5 separate regions of the Mus musculus genome follow, and regions 2, 3, 4 and 5 are each linked to region 1. The links are chromatin contacts, called in public HiChIP or PLAC-seq and promoter capture Hi-C maps. All regions are on one chromosome and are shown on one strand. The core of a region is the stretch at or near the end of the contact, and the rest is flanking DNA. Distances in the headings are between cores, read along the strand shown.

Evidence for each region. Promoter capture Hi-C pulls out the DNA fragments that hold promoters and counts their contacts. HiChIP or PLAC-seq counts read pairs in DNA pulled down with a chosen protein or histone mark.
Region 2: a contact with region 1 is called in an H3K4me3 HiChIP or PLAC-seq map of embryonic stem cells, with 22 read pairs. The contact joins the enhancer-like site here to the promoter of Mdfi in region 1. A contact is called at or near these places in 11 of 39 promoter capture datasets (the C10 cell line, cranial neural crest, embryonic stem cells and 5 more), 4 of 484 Hi-C or Micro-C datasets (Sertoli cells and embryonic stem cells), 6 of 115 datasets of contacts at active chromatin or transcription factors (embryonic stem cells, epiblast stem cells and pancreatic cancer cells) and 2 of 9 other capture datasets (liver and pancreatic islet).
Region 3: a contact with region 1 is called in a promoter capture Hi-C map of stem cell-derived epiblast-like cells, with 6 times the contacts expected there. The contact joins the promoter of 1700122O11Rik here to the promoter of Mdfi in region 1. A contact is called at or near these places in 21 of 39 promoter capture datasets (the 3T3-L1 cell line, 3T3-L1-derived adipocytes, the C10 cell line and 14 more), 2 of 15 datasets of contacts at CTCF or cohesin (the NIH/3T3 cell line and large pre-B cells), 2 of 484 Hi-C or Micro-C datasets (both in embryonic stem cells), 15 of 115 datasets of contacts at active chromatin or transcription factors (T-cell acute lymphoblastic leukemia, craniofacial prominence, embryonic basal ganglia and 8 more) and 3 of 9 other capture datasets (adipose tissue, liver and pancreatic islet).
Region 4: a promoter capture Hi-C map of embryonic stem cells shows a contact between it and region 1. The contact joins the enhancer-like site here to the promoter of Mdfi in region 1. A contact is called at or near these places in 10 of 39 promoter capture datasets (the C10 cell line, cranial neural crest, embryonic stem cells and 5 more) and 3 of 115 datasets of contacts at active chromatin or transcription factors (embryonic stem cells and pancreatic cancer cells).
Region 5: a FOXA1 HiChIP or PLAC-seq map of pancreatic cancer cells shows a contact between it and region 1. The contact joins the enhancer-like site here to the promoter of Mdfi in region 1. A contact is called at or near these places in 3 of 39 promoter capture datasets (the C10 cell line, embryonic stem cells and hippocampal neurons), 2 of 115 datasets of contacts at active chromatin or transcription factors (embryonic stem cells and pancreatic cancer cells) and 2 of 9 other capture datasets (adipose tissue and liver).

What each region holds. Positions count from the first base shown.
Region 1 is chr17:47,831,996-47,834,756 of GRCm38.p6, reverse strand. It overlaps Mdfi (MyoD family inhibitor), which reads left to right and starts at 1,466. Exons shown (of 4, transcript NM_001276390.1): 1 at 1,466-1,813. The coding sequence starts at 1,738.
Region 2 is chr17:47,972,116-47,974,969 of GRCm38.p6, reverse strand. All of the region lies in intron 1 of Gm29938 (a long non-coding RNA gene), which reads left to right. Among named protein-coding and RNA genes, the nearest start is that of Gm29938, 3.3 kb to the left of the region's middle. Within about 2 kb of position 1,344, at least 27 of the 459 cell types and tissues checked have an H3K27ac peak or open chromatin away from gene starts, as enhancers often do.
Region 3 is chr17:48,037,011-48,039,757 of GRCm38.p6, reverse strand. 1700122O11Rik (RIKEN cDNA 1700122O11 gene) reads left to right here and starts at 1,465. Exons shown (of 3, transcript NM_029689.1): 1 at 1,465-1,544; 2 at 2,190-2,343; 3 at 2,477-2,747. The coding sequence starts at 1,487.
Region 4 is chr17:48,000,309-48,003,131 of GRCm38.p6, reverse strand. No RefSeq gene overlaps it. Among named protein-coding and RNA genes, the nearest start is that of Gm41591, 11 kb to the right of the region's middle. Within about 2 kb of position 1,346, at least 269 of the 459 cell types and tissues checked have an H3K27ac peak or open chromatin away from gene starts, as enhancers often do. A contact at or near this core is called in embryonic stem cells, pancreatic cancer cells and stem cell-derived epiblast-like cells, where this site is marked.
Region 5 is chr17:47,652,287-47,655,059 of GRCm38.p6, reverse strand. The region is part of intron 3 of Gm20517 (predicted gene 20517); the gene reads right to left. All of the region lies in intron 2 of Usp49 (ubiquitin specific peptidase 49), which reads right to left. Among named protein-coding and RNA genes, the nearest start is that of Usp49, 23 kb to the right of the region's middle. Within about 2 kb of position 1,304, at least 21 of the 459 cell types and tissues checked have an H3K27ac peak or open chromatin away from gene starts, as enhancers often do. A contact at or near this core is called in pancreatic cancer cells, where this site is marked.

The DNA of each region.
Region 1 (2,761 bases), core at 217-2,716:
ATTGCGTTAGTCCCAGAGGCCCTGATCTGAAACAGAAAAACTTAAAAAGGCGGGGCGCTGAAGCTAAGGAGAGACTGGGGAGCTGCTTTTGAAGGCAGGTGAGGCCCGGCCTACCGGCTCAGGTAAGCCGGGAAGAATGCAGCAGCCGCCAAACCCTCCCGCGGGCGCGTCGCAGTGACTCAGCCGCTACCAGGAAGGAGGAGTGCTCCCAAACTCTGCGACGCCCCCAGACAGCAGCCTGACCTCCGAGGCTCTAGGGCGCCAAGTCTCCCGCAGCGAGCATCTAGACGTCCAGGGCGGGACTCCCTCCCGTCCCACTTTCCCCCCAGCGCAGCCACCCCTGCCTATCCCCGGAACGTGGCCGAGGGCGGTGAGAGAGCTGCGGGCGCCGTGGGGGCCACGCGGGTCCCGGCCCCGACGGCGCCCAGAAGACCTACAAGAGCTGTAAGTAGTGACTTCGAGGACTGGGAGGCGACCGAGGGGGAGCTCCATCTTTGGCGTCCCAGCTTTCCTCTCGGTTGTAACGCAGGCTGAGAGGAGGTGTCCTGGCGCCGCCGCCTCCCTAATTAGCTCTGGTGGTGTGGACCCAGACGCCGCCGGGCTTGGAGGCAGCTCAGGTCCAGTGTGAGTCCCAGAGGGACTTCTCACCTGAGAATCACCTCCACGGACCTGCCAAGCCCCACCTGGCTGCCTACAAGCTCCTGGGGTCACTCTGAGGGTCTCCGAGCCCCCCCCCCACTTTTTGGTGACAGTTCCTCCGCACAGCCAGAGCTTACCATACCAGCCGGATCAACAGACTGGCCTCTCCTCAATTCCTTCTACACTCACCCTCGTGTGAGAAAGTTGGAGTGACAGCCTGGTGATGGGCAGTCTGTCTAAAATGAATTCCCGTGTCCAACTGGCACTGGCGGGGATGGCGGGCCTTGGGGGTGTTTTTGGCTGCTATGGGACCAGGAGGCTGATGCGACACCAGCCCAGCTTCCCGGAGAGCCAGTTTCTGACGGACTGAGCCCCTAACTCCAGGCACCCAGCTCCGAAATGGAAATCCAGGACTTGAACAAAGGGCACCAAAAGAACTAGATTGCTCTGATCTTCGGGACAACGCGATTTGAGGGCTACTACTATTCAGACCATTGTCCCAGGATGATTGTGACTTCTTTCTTTTGATATTCTGGAAACTTTTACAAAGTTTAAGACCGAAGGAAAACATGCGGCCCCTTGTGCAAGCCGCGAGGTTCTCCCGGCCCTGGGTAGGCGGAGATCTGGGGAGACTGGAGATCCTGGCTCTGAGCGAGGGGAGGAAACCAGACGAGCTGGCTTCCTGTGGGGGCTCAGGCCTCGGACGCCCCGCGGACAGACGTGTCCTGCCCTGGCAGCAGCGAGTCCCGCACGGGGGAGGGGACGCCTGAGGGGGGCTGAGACAGCGAGGAGGGGGCGGGGACGGGGTGGGCCAGGGAAGAGGGGAGGAGCGAGGGGGCTGGAACGAGAGAAGGAAGAAGGAAGGGGCGATCGGTGGGTGCGAGCTGGCGCTGGAATGGGAGCCAAGAGCGAGTGAGCGGGGAGGGGGCGCGGGCGACACCCAGGTGTCGCATGGCGGGGTCCACGAGGTGACCTGCCTAGGCCAGCAGCGCGCAGCTTGCACGAGTATGCGCTAGGGCACCCACTCCGTTTCCCCACGCACACGCGAGGGAGGCCTGCCCCGCCCGCTGAGCGCTGTTTTCTCCAGGTCCCAGGCCGATGTCCCAGGTGAGCGGTCAGTGCCCTTCTCGCTGCGACGCGCCTCATGGAGTCCCCAGCGCTGCCCTGGACCCAGGTAGGAGCGGGAATGGAGATCGAAGGTTAGACCAGAGTGGTGTGGAGGCTGAGAGAAGTTTTGGGGGTGGGGTTGTTGGTCCTCTTGGAGACGTACAGGCGGATGGCTCCCAGGAGCTTGGGTGGGGGTGGGGATGGGAAGTCTCAGTATTGGGGACCAGGTCCAAGGGGATAAGAGGGGAGTAGAGGGCTAGGGTGAGGAGGCAGGGCCCGGAGCAGGCGGCCATGGCTGTGCAGAGTTGGCTCCAACTCCCCCTAGCCCCAGCTACACACACACACACACACACACACACACACACACACACACACTCCGTGATGTCTGCGATGTCTGCCCATAATATTGGGATTTGTGGCCGAACCATTTCTGCCCAGTGTGTAAATATTTATGAGGGCCTTAGGCGGGGTGTGTGGCAGGGAGGGGGGGGCAGTGTCTGAGTCTCTCTTCTTCCCTTCCCCCAAACTAAGCAGAATGTAGCTGGAGCGCTCTTTGAAAACTTTTGTCTCAGCAACTAGTGGTTAGGAACCTGGCCCCTTCTCTCCTTCTTGCTAGCTGAAATTCCCTCCCGTCAGTCCCTACCCTACCCTATATGGGACTCACGCTGGCACACACACACACACACACACACACACACACACACACAATCTACAACGTAGTAAAATGTCCCTTCCCCCACCTCAGAGGCTAAACTACCCTGATTGCCCCAGGAGCCTACAGACTAAGGAAGAGAGTGTGGTTCCCTGGGGGCACCTCTGCCAATTTAGCCTTCCAACCCCCGGCCCTCACAGTCTAGAGTTTCCTAGAGGCTCATATGGACATCCAGATTCGTTCAGAGTCAGAGTGGCCAGGGTGCAGAGGTGTAGGCCCAGGTTTCCTGACTTAAGCCCCTATTTGGGCTCAGTCAGAGGCCCTGCCTTCCTCCCACCAAAACCAACCTCTCCTTTCCCCAAC
Region 2 (2,854 bases), core at 95-2,594, 140 kb before region 1:
ACCCAGCCAAGATAGGTTCACACTGTGCTGGCGGGCAGACTCAGTCCCAGACTCCGGAAAAATTAGAAAAGGTGAAAATGTGGGAAGAAGAGCCCATGGAATAGAGAGATGGACGTATATTAAGGTCCGCCGCTGGCCACCCGCCACGTTGCTGTCCATCAGTGCTCTTGGTGATGGTGGGTCAATCCGCCGGTTATAGTTGTCTCCAGCTCACAGTCTCTCTCCCTGTCTTCTGCCTCCAGGCAGGGAGGTTCTCCTCGTCTCCGTAGCTAAACCTTACCGAGGCCCGCTCTGACCCTTCCTGAATCTGCCCCTGTCTGTGTTCTTGATCTTCGAAACTCTGAGGTCAAAGTATGTGGGGCGTGTGTGTCTGTGTCTGCCTGCCTGCCTACCTGCCTGCCTGTGTGTCTGTCTGCCTATCTGTGTGTGTATTAGTGTCTCTGTGTCTATTTGTCTGTGTCTGTCTGTCTGCTGCCCGAGTCTCTCTCCCTCTACACTCCCCCCACACCCATTTTGATCAGTCTCCCCACTCCGCCCCCGCCCTAGGTAGCCCAGCGGGCCGGCGTCGTGCCAAGGCCGTCCCGGGCAGGGCCAAGCTGGCGCTGACAGAGCCTCGCGCCCGCGGCCCAATTAGCGCTCGGCGCGGGCGACGCGGCATCTGGAATTGCGCTGCGCTCACGGCCAAGGCCGATTGTTTAGTCTGCGCGGCGGGGCGGGCGGCCCGCGCGGTGGCCCCACATCTGGAGCCGCGGCCAGACGGGCCTGCTGGCGGCTGGCCGGGGTGCGTGTGCATTTTTAACTCTGGGATTTGCTGACAAGTTAAGAAGTCAGAAAGTCAGTGGCGGCGGCGGGAACTGGCGGGGCATGCAGAGAAGGGAGTGGCTGGGGCAGCTGGCCAGCCAGGGTGACTTTTTCTTCCGGGATTGCGTCCCTCCCCTGCCTTTATCTTCCCCTTCTTCTTCATTAATTAAGTGGCTGAATTATCCCCAAATCCCTACACTCCCAGCTGGCAGGAACTCCCTGGAGACCAGCATCTACATTGGGGTGGGGGAGAGCCCTGAGCACGCTGATCTCCCACGGTCTGGGGAAGCACACAGCAAAACAGCGAGGGCTTGGCCATCCGAGAAGTGGCTCTGCAGCTGGACAGCGAAAAGGACCAGAGGCCAACTCTCTCGACCCCTAACAGGACTCTTGGCGCAGCTGCGGGTCCTCCATGTGGAGGATCCAAACTTGAGGAGCGGTTCTCACGATGTCAGCGAGCTTTCCAAGCCTTGCGGACAGGCTTTTGAGTTTTCACTGACTCGTGGAGTAAATATCGGTCACACATTGCGTCAGGCTTAGGGGCCAGAGCTGCATGGCCGGGCATGTGCTTGTCCAGCGAAGTTGACATGTTTAGTAAAGATAAAAGATACTACGTAGAGAGACCGGAAGTCAACAAACTAAACTGTAGATGCCCGTGGAGTCCCAGGAGTGTAGCACAGTTGGTAGAGAGCTTGCCTAGCCTGCTGAAGCTCTCTGGGTTCAATCCTGCACTTGGGAGGTGGAAGGATCTGGGGTTCAAGGTCATCCTTCTTTAGTAAGTGTTAGGCCCTTCAAATACCGAGACCTTGTTACAAAGTGTTGGAAAAAAAAGAAACAAAGGAGCCAATTTCTTCCTTGGTTAGTATGGTGATCCCCGGGACAAGCTTCAGTTTGTACCAACTGGCTGGATCCTCATAATGTCCCAGTGAGGTGCTCCCATGTTCACTGAATTTAACTTTGACTTCAAAATCAGGGATCTTTTTATGTATTTGTGGCACGCATATATATATGCATAGGTGTGAGTGTGTGTGTGTGTGTGTGTGTGTGTGTGTGTGTAGGCCAGAGGGCAGAGCCCATGTCCTCCACTGTTGCTCTCCACTCTTTATGTTTTTACATTCTCAGTACATCTTCCTAGGAGGGCTTGACAGCTTCCAGGGAAAACTTGCCAGCTGGGGAGCCTGGAGATAGATAGATAGATAGATAGATAGATAGATAGATAGATAGATAGATATTTCAGATAGATAATTCACACACACACTCATATATATTATCATGAAAAATGGTCAGATGAGATGGCTCAGGGGGTGAAGATAACCTGAGTTCAATTCCAGGACCCAGAGTTAAGGCAGAAAGAAAGAACCCACTCTACAGAGTTATTCTCTGACCTCTATCTACATAACTGCTCTGGTATGTACGTACACACACACACCAATAATAATACTAATAAATACAAGTTTTTTTGTTTTTTTTTTTTAAAGAAGCAAAGCACTATTGAAATGCCAGTAACAGCGACTTCAGCTGAGACCTGGTGAATACCCATCTGCTGCTGGGAGGAAATTACAAACTCCCTGGATGCCAGTTACCCAAGGTTAGACAACTGGGGTGTTCTTCAAGTCCTTGAAGCTGATCCTCAGATTTCGGACTAGAGAGATGGCTCAGAGGGTAAAGTCCTTGCTGCACAAGTATGAAGATGTGAGTTTAGGTCCCCACACAACCGTTGGCATGGTGTACACACACACACACACACACACACACACACACACACACACACACACACACACCTAGAGCTCCAGAGCTGGGTTTAGGGCAGCCTGGAGGCAGGCAGATAGATCCCAGGGACTTGCTGGTTAGCCAATGTTGTGAAAACAGTGAGTGGTCAGTTCAGTATCAGAAAAAAAGTGAAGGTGGGGCTGCCCTTGCAGAGGACTCTGGCTCAGTTCCCAGCACCCACATGGTAGCTTACAGCCATCTGTAACTCCAGTTCCAGGGGATCTGATGCCCTCTTCTGACCTTCATTGGCACCTGGCATGGATGTGGTGCGCAGACACAGGTG
Region 3 (2,747 bases), core at 216-2,715, 210 kb before region 1:
CGTGGGAGACACTGACTGACTGCAGGCATAGTGACTGCGGGGGAAGACTGCAACTCTCAAAGTCCCCACTTCCTGTCCTTGCCTAGAGGGAGGAGGGGGGAGTCCCAGGCAGGGCCTTGGAAACCCTGACTAATGGGCAGGAGCCTCTGCGGGACTCCGCCCAGAGTTGGTTGCTGTCAGCTTCAGGGAGCTACTGAGAGGGAAAATTACTCACGTGGGAGGGAGGGATTGTTTTTAAGTAGAGGCAGATGGTAGAGAGGTGGGACTCGAAGGAAAGTGCACAACACTTTGTGGCCGGCAATATGTATTATTTGCAATATCTGGGGTCCTACTGTGTGCCAGCCACTCCTTTTCTCTTGCACCATCTACTCTCTCTGCATGAGCTGGAGAGATGGGAACCAACTTGCGTTCCACTTTGCAGATGAAGATAATGGGGCTCTAGGAGATGGAGATGCTTGCCCAGGGTAGCCAGTAAGGAAATCCCAAGCGTTCACTTCACACTTACCTGCAGGCTTCCTTCTTCAGCCTGGATTGTGTTCCTCGGCCTTCTAGGTCATCAAACCCTAGCCCTTTCTTCTCTAAGATTCCCTAGACAGGCAGGCCAGCTGTTGTGCTGGACTTGATCTCTTTACTCTAGCCAATAAAAACAAGGAAGAGAGACAAGAGCCACGAAGGGACACTTGGTATACCCATCCCCTTGCATACTCCCAAGACAACCACACACCTTAAAGTTCCACAGCAGGAACAGAAAGAAGACTGTGAGGTTCCAGGTCAGGGGCATTTCAGCACCAACTGGAGGGCAGAGAGATCTTGCCAGTTCTTCACGTTCCTGCTCAGAAATTAGCCTAAGCTTAGGACTCCAGCTATACTACTGTAGAAATTTAGGCTCTCCATGCCCGCTATTCCAGTATTCAGGGGGCTGAGACTGGAGGATAATGAGTTTGAAACCAGCCTGGGCTAACCAAGAGACTTGTCAAAAGCAAGAACAAAATACCCACATCAGATTCTCCTTCTCCAGTCAAATGTAGTGAGCATCGAAGTTTATCATCAATGTCTAGAAACACTCTCAAGGTCAGGCACAAGGGTATCTGCCCACATACTAATCTTTGAAGGTGGAGACAAACAGGTCGGAAGTAGCAGACTAACTTGGACTACATCATGAGATCTTGTCTCAAAACCAGTCAGGCATTGCTGGTGCTACCTTTAATCCCAGCAGCACCTGACTCTTCAGAGGAGAGGGGTCCCCAGCTGAACTGTGGGCTCTGTGGTATCTCATCCATTCCACAGAGGAGCTGGGGAAATGGAAGGAGAGTTAACATCCCAGAGACCCTAAGGAGCTAGATTTGGTAAAGACATGATGGCTCCTTTGGACTTATGGCTCACAAGGATGATGTCACAATAGGTTTGGAGGTGTGGCTCCTCCCTTTAAGCTAAGATAAAGAAGTTCTTGCTCACATTCCCTTCCCTTCTACTCCGAGTGGATAGGATGGAGTGGCATGGGCATGTCCCGTGGCCTGTCAGCCACTGGCCAAGTGACTTTGGAGGTCTGTCTCATGGACAGACATGAGCAGAAATAATCTCAACCCCAAATCTATACAGAAGTACTGGTTAGAAGTGTGTGTGCGTGCGTGTGTGCGTGTTCCTGTGCATGTGTGTGTGTGTGTGTTCAAGGAAGAAAGCCCCACTATGGCTTAGTAAGGCTCTCTGTAAGCGTCCCTGACGTGCCAGGTACAAACAAAGGTAATGGTAGCCATCGGAGGAGAGAGGGACTGAGGGGACTGATTCAAAGCATCTGTCAAAGTGATGAATGGTCCAGGCTTGGGCCTTGAGTCACCTAACTGGTAGAGTTTTTGTCAGGCAGAGGGGACTGAGAGCCAGGTGTAGCCTCACAAATCTGTGATCCAGCACTTGGAAGACTGCATCAGTCAGGGGAATTGAGAGTTTGAAGCCAGCTTGGACTACATAGTGAGACACTGCCTCAGAAAAAAAAAAAAAGCTAGGGGGGTTTGTCACTATATTCTAAGTGGCAAGATTGCCATCCAAATAGTCCAGCGTTGGTAGGCCTAAGGCCTAAATCTGGGGTGAGAGTGTGAGCTAGGGAAGGAATTTGGTTCTTCCCCAACCCTGAATCTGTCAATCCTGGATTCTCTTGATATGAGGTTCCTACCATCCCCCCCCCTTTTTTTAAGAGGAAAGATGGGTGAATTCTATCTTCAGTCCTATGTCCAAGATCTCATCATTGGAAGATATTTGGAACAAAATAAAACTTGAGGAAGAGGAGGAAGAAGAAGAAACAGGGAAGGAGAATGTAGACCAAGAGCAAGAGAAAGAAGAACAAAACAGGTGTGTTGAGACACAGCGCCTTCCTTCTTCCTCCTGTCCCTCCCGGCTCTGGAGAGCCTCACTCTATGACCATATCGGTCCGCTGCCCCTCTATCTCCACTCCCTGACTCCACTCTTCCTTCCTTTTGCTCAGGATCAAGGCCCTTCTTGGAGTACCCAAGCAGAACTCAGTGTGGGGCCTGATGGCTTGGCCCAGGCCCTCCCCAGAGCAAGCCCAGTGGTGGGAAGATTTCTCCCTGCCCTCACTCCGTGGAACCTGCCTCTGCGGCTGCAGATTGAGCTCAAAGATGAGGCTCCACCCCCTACCCTCCATGACTTCCTGCCCCACCCCTAAAACCTTGCCCTCATTGGGATCTAGAGAAGAGTCTAGCTGGCTAAGAAACCAGCCTCTGATGGAGCCTCTA
Region 4 (2,823 bases), core at 97-2,596, 170 kb before region 1:
TTCTTTTTTTCTTTTTTTTTTTTTTTTTGGACAAGAGTCTCACGTAATTCAGGTTAGCCTCAAACTCGATGGGTATCTGAAGATGACCTTGGTGAATATTCTGAGCATCCTCCTGCCTCCCAAGTGCTAAGATTACAGGTGTGCACCACCATGCCTGGCAGTCCTCACGTGTCTCTCTCTACTCTCAACTCATGTTGAGAGTCTCATGTGTCTCAAACTCAACTCCAACCCTAGGCTGGGGCTGAAGCTAAGTAAGCCTGAAGAATCCCACTCACTTGCAGGGAAGTTGGATGCCCTCCATAACTGCTCCACCTCCAATCATTCATTCACGGGTGGGGTAGGATTCCCAAAACTGAGACTCCTTGCTCAACAGAAGACTCTTAACCCACACACAGATGAAAGGCATTCAGTCCAGGTGTAAAAATTAACCCAGTCGGACCCTGAGCTTGGTGTCCCATGATGGGAAGAGGGGCAGGGCTGGGACGCTCAGCAGAGGAAGCTCACACTGGCATCCAGCAAGTCTTAACCTGATGAGGGAAGCGGAGCTTGAATTAGCTTTATTTCCTTTTGTTTTAATTATATTTATATACTTAGTCTTTTAGAGAGTGGGAGAGTGTGTGTCCCTACCACAGCACACTTGTAGAGATCAGAGGACAACTTTTGAAAACGGATTCTCTCCTATCGTGTGAATCCCTGGGGATCCAGTTCAGGTAGGCAGGCTTCGGAGCAAGTGCCTTTACCTGCCGGGCCATCTCACCAGCCGGGTGCTTTGTTTCTTTTGTCGCTGCGGAAGCTTGCCTGGCCCTCCTCCTTCCCCAGCTAGGAGAGGTTTGGCTGGCTGGTGTCGACCACGAAGGCAGAACACCTTCGGTATTCAGTAGAAGCCGAAAGGCAGGGGACAAATGCGCAGTTAGACAAGCCAATGAGAGTGAACAGTGACGTCGGGCAAACTGGTTTGACTGGATCCCAGTTACTGCAAATAGAGCTGGAGAGGGAGGTGGACAGAGCCTAGAGATGCCCTGGAGGCTGCATTAGTCAGCGCTTACACAGGCGCTGCTGTCAATCACTCAAGACTCCACCCTTATAACAGACCTCTGCTTCCTCACTTCCGGTCCTTGTATCAGCGGGGGTGGGGGGTAGCTTGGGGGAGTAGCTGGGGGGGGGGGGCAGAGACACAGCTCCACACTGTTACCCTCAGCAGCCCAAGGGGGTTCTCTTAACCCTTTAGGGCTTCAACTCAGACAAGCCCGAGATTCTTGGCTTTGACCCAGGAGTAGCCAGCATAAGGCAGACTTGGAGATTTTATTCAAAATAGAGAGACGGGCTGGAGACGTGGCGGTTAGGAGGAGCACTTGTTACTCTTACAGACGACCCAGGTTGGGTTCCAACACCCACGTGGAGGCTCACAACTCTAACCCCTGTTCCAGGGGGATGTTATGCGGCTCTGTAAACCCTATACATCGCATACATGGCACAAACATACACACATGCAGGGAAAACACCCACAGCACCTAAGATAAACAAGTAATTCTATAAAAAGAAACAGTAGAAAAGCACATGGAGAGGAAAAAAAATCAAAGAAGACTCCAAGAATATGGATGTAGGTTTCTCAAATAAGTCCGTCCCCTCCAACCCTTAGCCCCCAGGCAAGCCCTCCCCCTTTTAAAAACTCTTATCATCGTAGATTAAATTTCCTTGTCTCTATCCTTTTATGAATGGGACCACGAGATTGCGTCTTCCCCGTGCTTGCTTCTCTTTTGCAGCTGTTTTATTTCACTTGGTACAGTGTCTTGGAGAGTCTCCCAGCACGGAGGCCATTGCTTCCATTCCCAATGCAAACTTATTTTTACTGGGGTGAGCATTCCACTGTGTGAGTCGGCCACAGCTGATTCTTCCCCCTCCCCTCCCCTCCTCTCCCCTCTCCTCTCCCCTCCCCTCCCCTCCTCCTCCCTCCTCCCTTTCCTCCTCCTCCTCTTTTTTTTGAAGACCGGGTCTCACTCCATAGCCCTGGCTGCTATGGAGTTCTCTCTATAAAGCAGGCTGCCCTCAGACTCATAGAAATCTGCCTGCCTCTGCCTTCTGAGGGCTGGGCAGGACCCACCAAGCCCCCTATGTACGGGTCTCTCTCTCTCTTTTTTTGTAAAGTTTACTAGATTGGGGAGGAAGCACCATGGATAAAAGCGGGCACTGCTTTTGTGAGCACCTCAGCTTGACCTCCAGGCACCCTTGTTAGGCAGCTCACAGCCACCTGTAACTTCAGCTCCAGGGACACCTGGTGTCTTTGACTACCTAACTCACCTACATTCACACACACACACACACCCAATAAATAAATAAATAAATAAATAAATAAATAAAGACATTTATTAAAATTTAATTTTTTTTCTTTAATGCTGTTTTTTGTGGTGTTTGGTGTTTGGTTCTGGTTGGTTGGTTTGGTTTGGTTTTGATAGTCCTGGAAATTTAACCTAGATCCTCACATATTAATCTAGTAGGTCCTCACATATGAGCCTAGTAGGTCCTCACATATGCTAGATGAGCCCTTTACCACTGAGCTGTGCCCAGCCACATCTAATTTGTTTGCTTTTGTTTTAAGATGGGGGGTCTCATGTGCTCCTGCCTCTACCGCAGAAGCGCCAGGATTTGCAGGTGTGCATCTCTCAGCCTGATTTATGTAATACTAGGAGGAATGAAGCCAAGGGCTCAGTGCACACTAGATCAGTGGAGCCACATCCGCACATCCACAGCTTTGGTTCACGACTTTGAGTGGAGATAGGCTCCACCCATCCTTACCCTTGGGGGAATATCCCTAGTAGTGAAATC
Region 5 (2,773 bases), core at 55-2,554, 180 kb after region 1:
CAAATGAAGCCCAACCACTTAGTTCCACACAACCTACCATGCCATTGAGGTATGGCTTTAACTGTCTGCTTGCACAACCGGAGGCTTTGAGGACCTGCAGTACTGAGCTCAGACATGTTGGCAGCCATTTTCATGCCCTTTCTGAAAGTCTCTGCTTCACATGGCCGAGTAGCTGCTGGGTGAACAGGGGAAAATCAAGCAGAGTTTGCCCAAGAAAGACTTTGAAGACACACTGAAATGTAACTTCAAAAAGCATAGCTCTGCTGGGGACAGAATCACAGGAGCAGATTCACGTAGGGGGCCTACTTTCTTTTTTTATGTTTTGTTTTGTTTTTTGTTTTTTTCTCGTCAGGGTTTCTCTGTATAGCCCTGGCTGTCCTGGAACTCACTTTATAGACCAGGCTGGCCTCGAACTCCGAAATCCACCTGCCTCTGCCTCCCGAGTGCTGGGATTAAAGGCGTGCGCCACCACGCCCGGCTTGGGGGTGGGGTGGGGGGGCTACTTTCTTTCTGAACAAGATGGCAGGGGCAAGCTGTGCCAAGTGGGCAATGTGAGGCCAGTGGCTGTAAGTCTTAGGCTGGGATGTATAGCTGGTGAGGATCTGTTGGCTGCACAGCAACTGCTGGTCAGTGACTGTCATTACTTGCAAAGGATCAGATGTGACTCTCTACATCTGCATTCTTTAACTTAGTCTTATTACTAAGAGGATAGGTGTCCACAGGTATTTACCCAACTAACCAGCCCCATTTCCTGCTCCATTTCCTTTTACTTTTGTGGTGACTCAGAGTTTCATTAGGGTTGTTTGCAGGGTGAAGGGAATTTATTTGACTGCACCACTAAAAAAAAAGTACCTCCCACCCATTAGAGTTTTCAATTTTTTTATTATATTGCTTTCATTTTTAAAAAAAAAGATTTTCTTTAAATTTAATTTATATGTATGGATGTTTTGCCTGCATGCATGTTATGTACCTGTTGAATCCAGTGGAACTGAAGTTACAGATGGTTGTAAGCCACCGAATGGGTGCTGGGAATTGAGGCCGGCTTCTCTGCAAGAGCAGTAAGTACTGAGCTCTCTCCAGCCCTACTATATTATTGTCTTTGAGAATTCTTTTTAATTGCTCCTGTAGGGTTCTAGTGTAGGAAAGAGCAAGTGAGCACACTGCACAGCGGCTCACATGGAGGGAGGGAGGGAGCGAGCGCAGCTCTCACAGATCTGCTCAGAAGGGACAGAGCAGCTGCTTGAGGGCTTCCAGAGAGCAGGTTTATAGTTCCAGCAAGCCAAGTCCCTGGTGTGCTCTCAAGGCAGTCAAACCCGGAACTGCACCAGGCTCAGTCATGAACCAGGCATGCCAGAGAGCTTTAGGCTGACACCTCTAGAGTGAGTGAGTGTGTGTGTGTGTGTGTGTGTGTGTGTGTGTATGTGTGTGCTACAACATGTAGAAGTCAGAGGACAGCTTGAAGGAGTCAGTTCTCCTTCCCCAGTGTGGGTTCTGGGTCATCAGACTCAGGTTGTTAGGCTTTGCAGCAAGCACTCATACTTGCTGAGCCATCTTGCTGCCCATACAGCTTCTGGTTCTGAAAGTGTCAGAAGAGAAGCGAGTTCTAGGACAGCCAGGGCTACACAGAGAAACTCTATCTCAAAATTAATTAATAAAAATAAGATGACCAGTGGCATAGCAGTAAACCTTGTGACAACTGAAATCCATTCTCTAGAACATGTAGCAGATGATATAACTATAGGATTGTTCTCTAGAACATGTAGCATATGATGTAATTATAAGATATTCAGACAAATGTCAAAGACATGTTCATCTTCACCCAAGCAAAAAATTCACACCTATTAAAATTCCCACTTCTACTTAGTATGCTAACCCCAGCCTTTAACCCTAGCAGAGGCAGGTGGATCTCCGGTGAGTCTGAGCTCAGCCCTTTCTATATATCTCTGTCCAGAACAGCCAGAGCTACACAATAGAGACTCTATCTAAAAAAACAAAAACCGCACTGGTGATTGCTTTCTTCTCCCTCCCAAGTGAAACTGAGGCATCCTCACGTGGGCACCTCAGCTTGTGGACCTTTTTGAGTTCTGTGGACGGTATCTTGAGTATTCTGGAAGAAAGCAATCACAAGAGCAGAGGAAGGAAGGGACCTGGGAGGGACGGGGTGGGGTGGGGTGGGGTGGGGGGGTGGGGATAAAATATGGAGTGTAAAAAATAAAAAATAAAAACAAAAACAAAACAAAATAAACTAATAAAGCAATTCCGTCTCCCCTTAATTCAATACTTGTATACTGTTTCCAGCACTGGTTCACCTGACTGAACACCAGTCAGCATCAAGGGATAAAATTCACTCACATATGTTCTTTCTCTTTCATTTTCACTCTCCCTCTCCTCTGTCCCCTCCATGTTTTCTTTGTCTCCCTCCATCCCTTTATTGTGCGAAGATTAACCACTGACCCTGTATACTAAACAAGAACTCTGCTACTGAGCCACCTCTCCAGCCCCCTGCCATTCTCTTAAAACCTTATTTATGTCAAAATCAGATGTAAATCAGAGGAATAGATATCTTTTCCCAGAAAACTGTAGCTTGTGTCAAACTGACAAAATACCCAACCAGGACAGAGATCTCTCTCAAATCCCTGCTCCTGAGTGCTGAGCTTTGAGTACTCAAGTCTCTCTCTCTCTCTCTCTCTCTCTCTCTCTCTCTCTCTCTCTCTCTCTCTCTCTCCATCTCCCCCCACCTCTGCTTTTCTAAGACAGTTTCCCTGTTTAACAG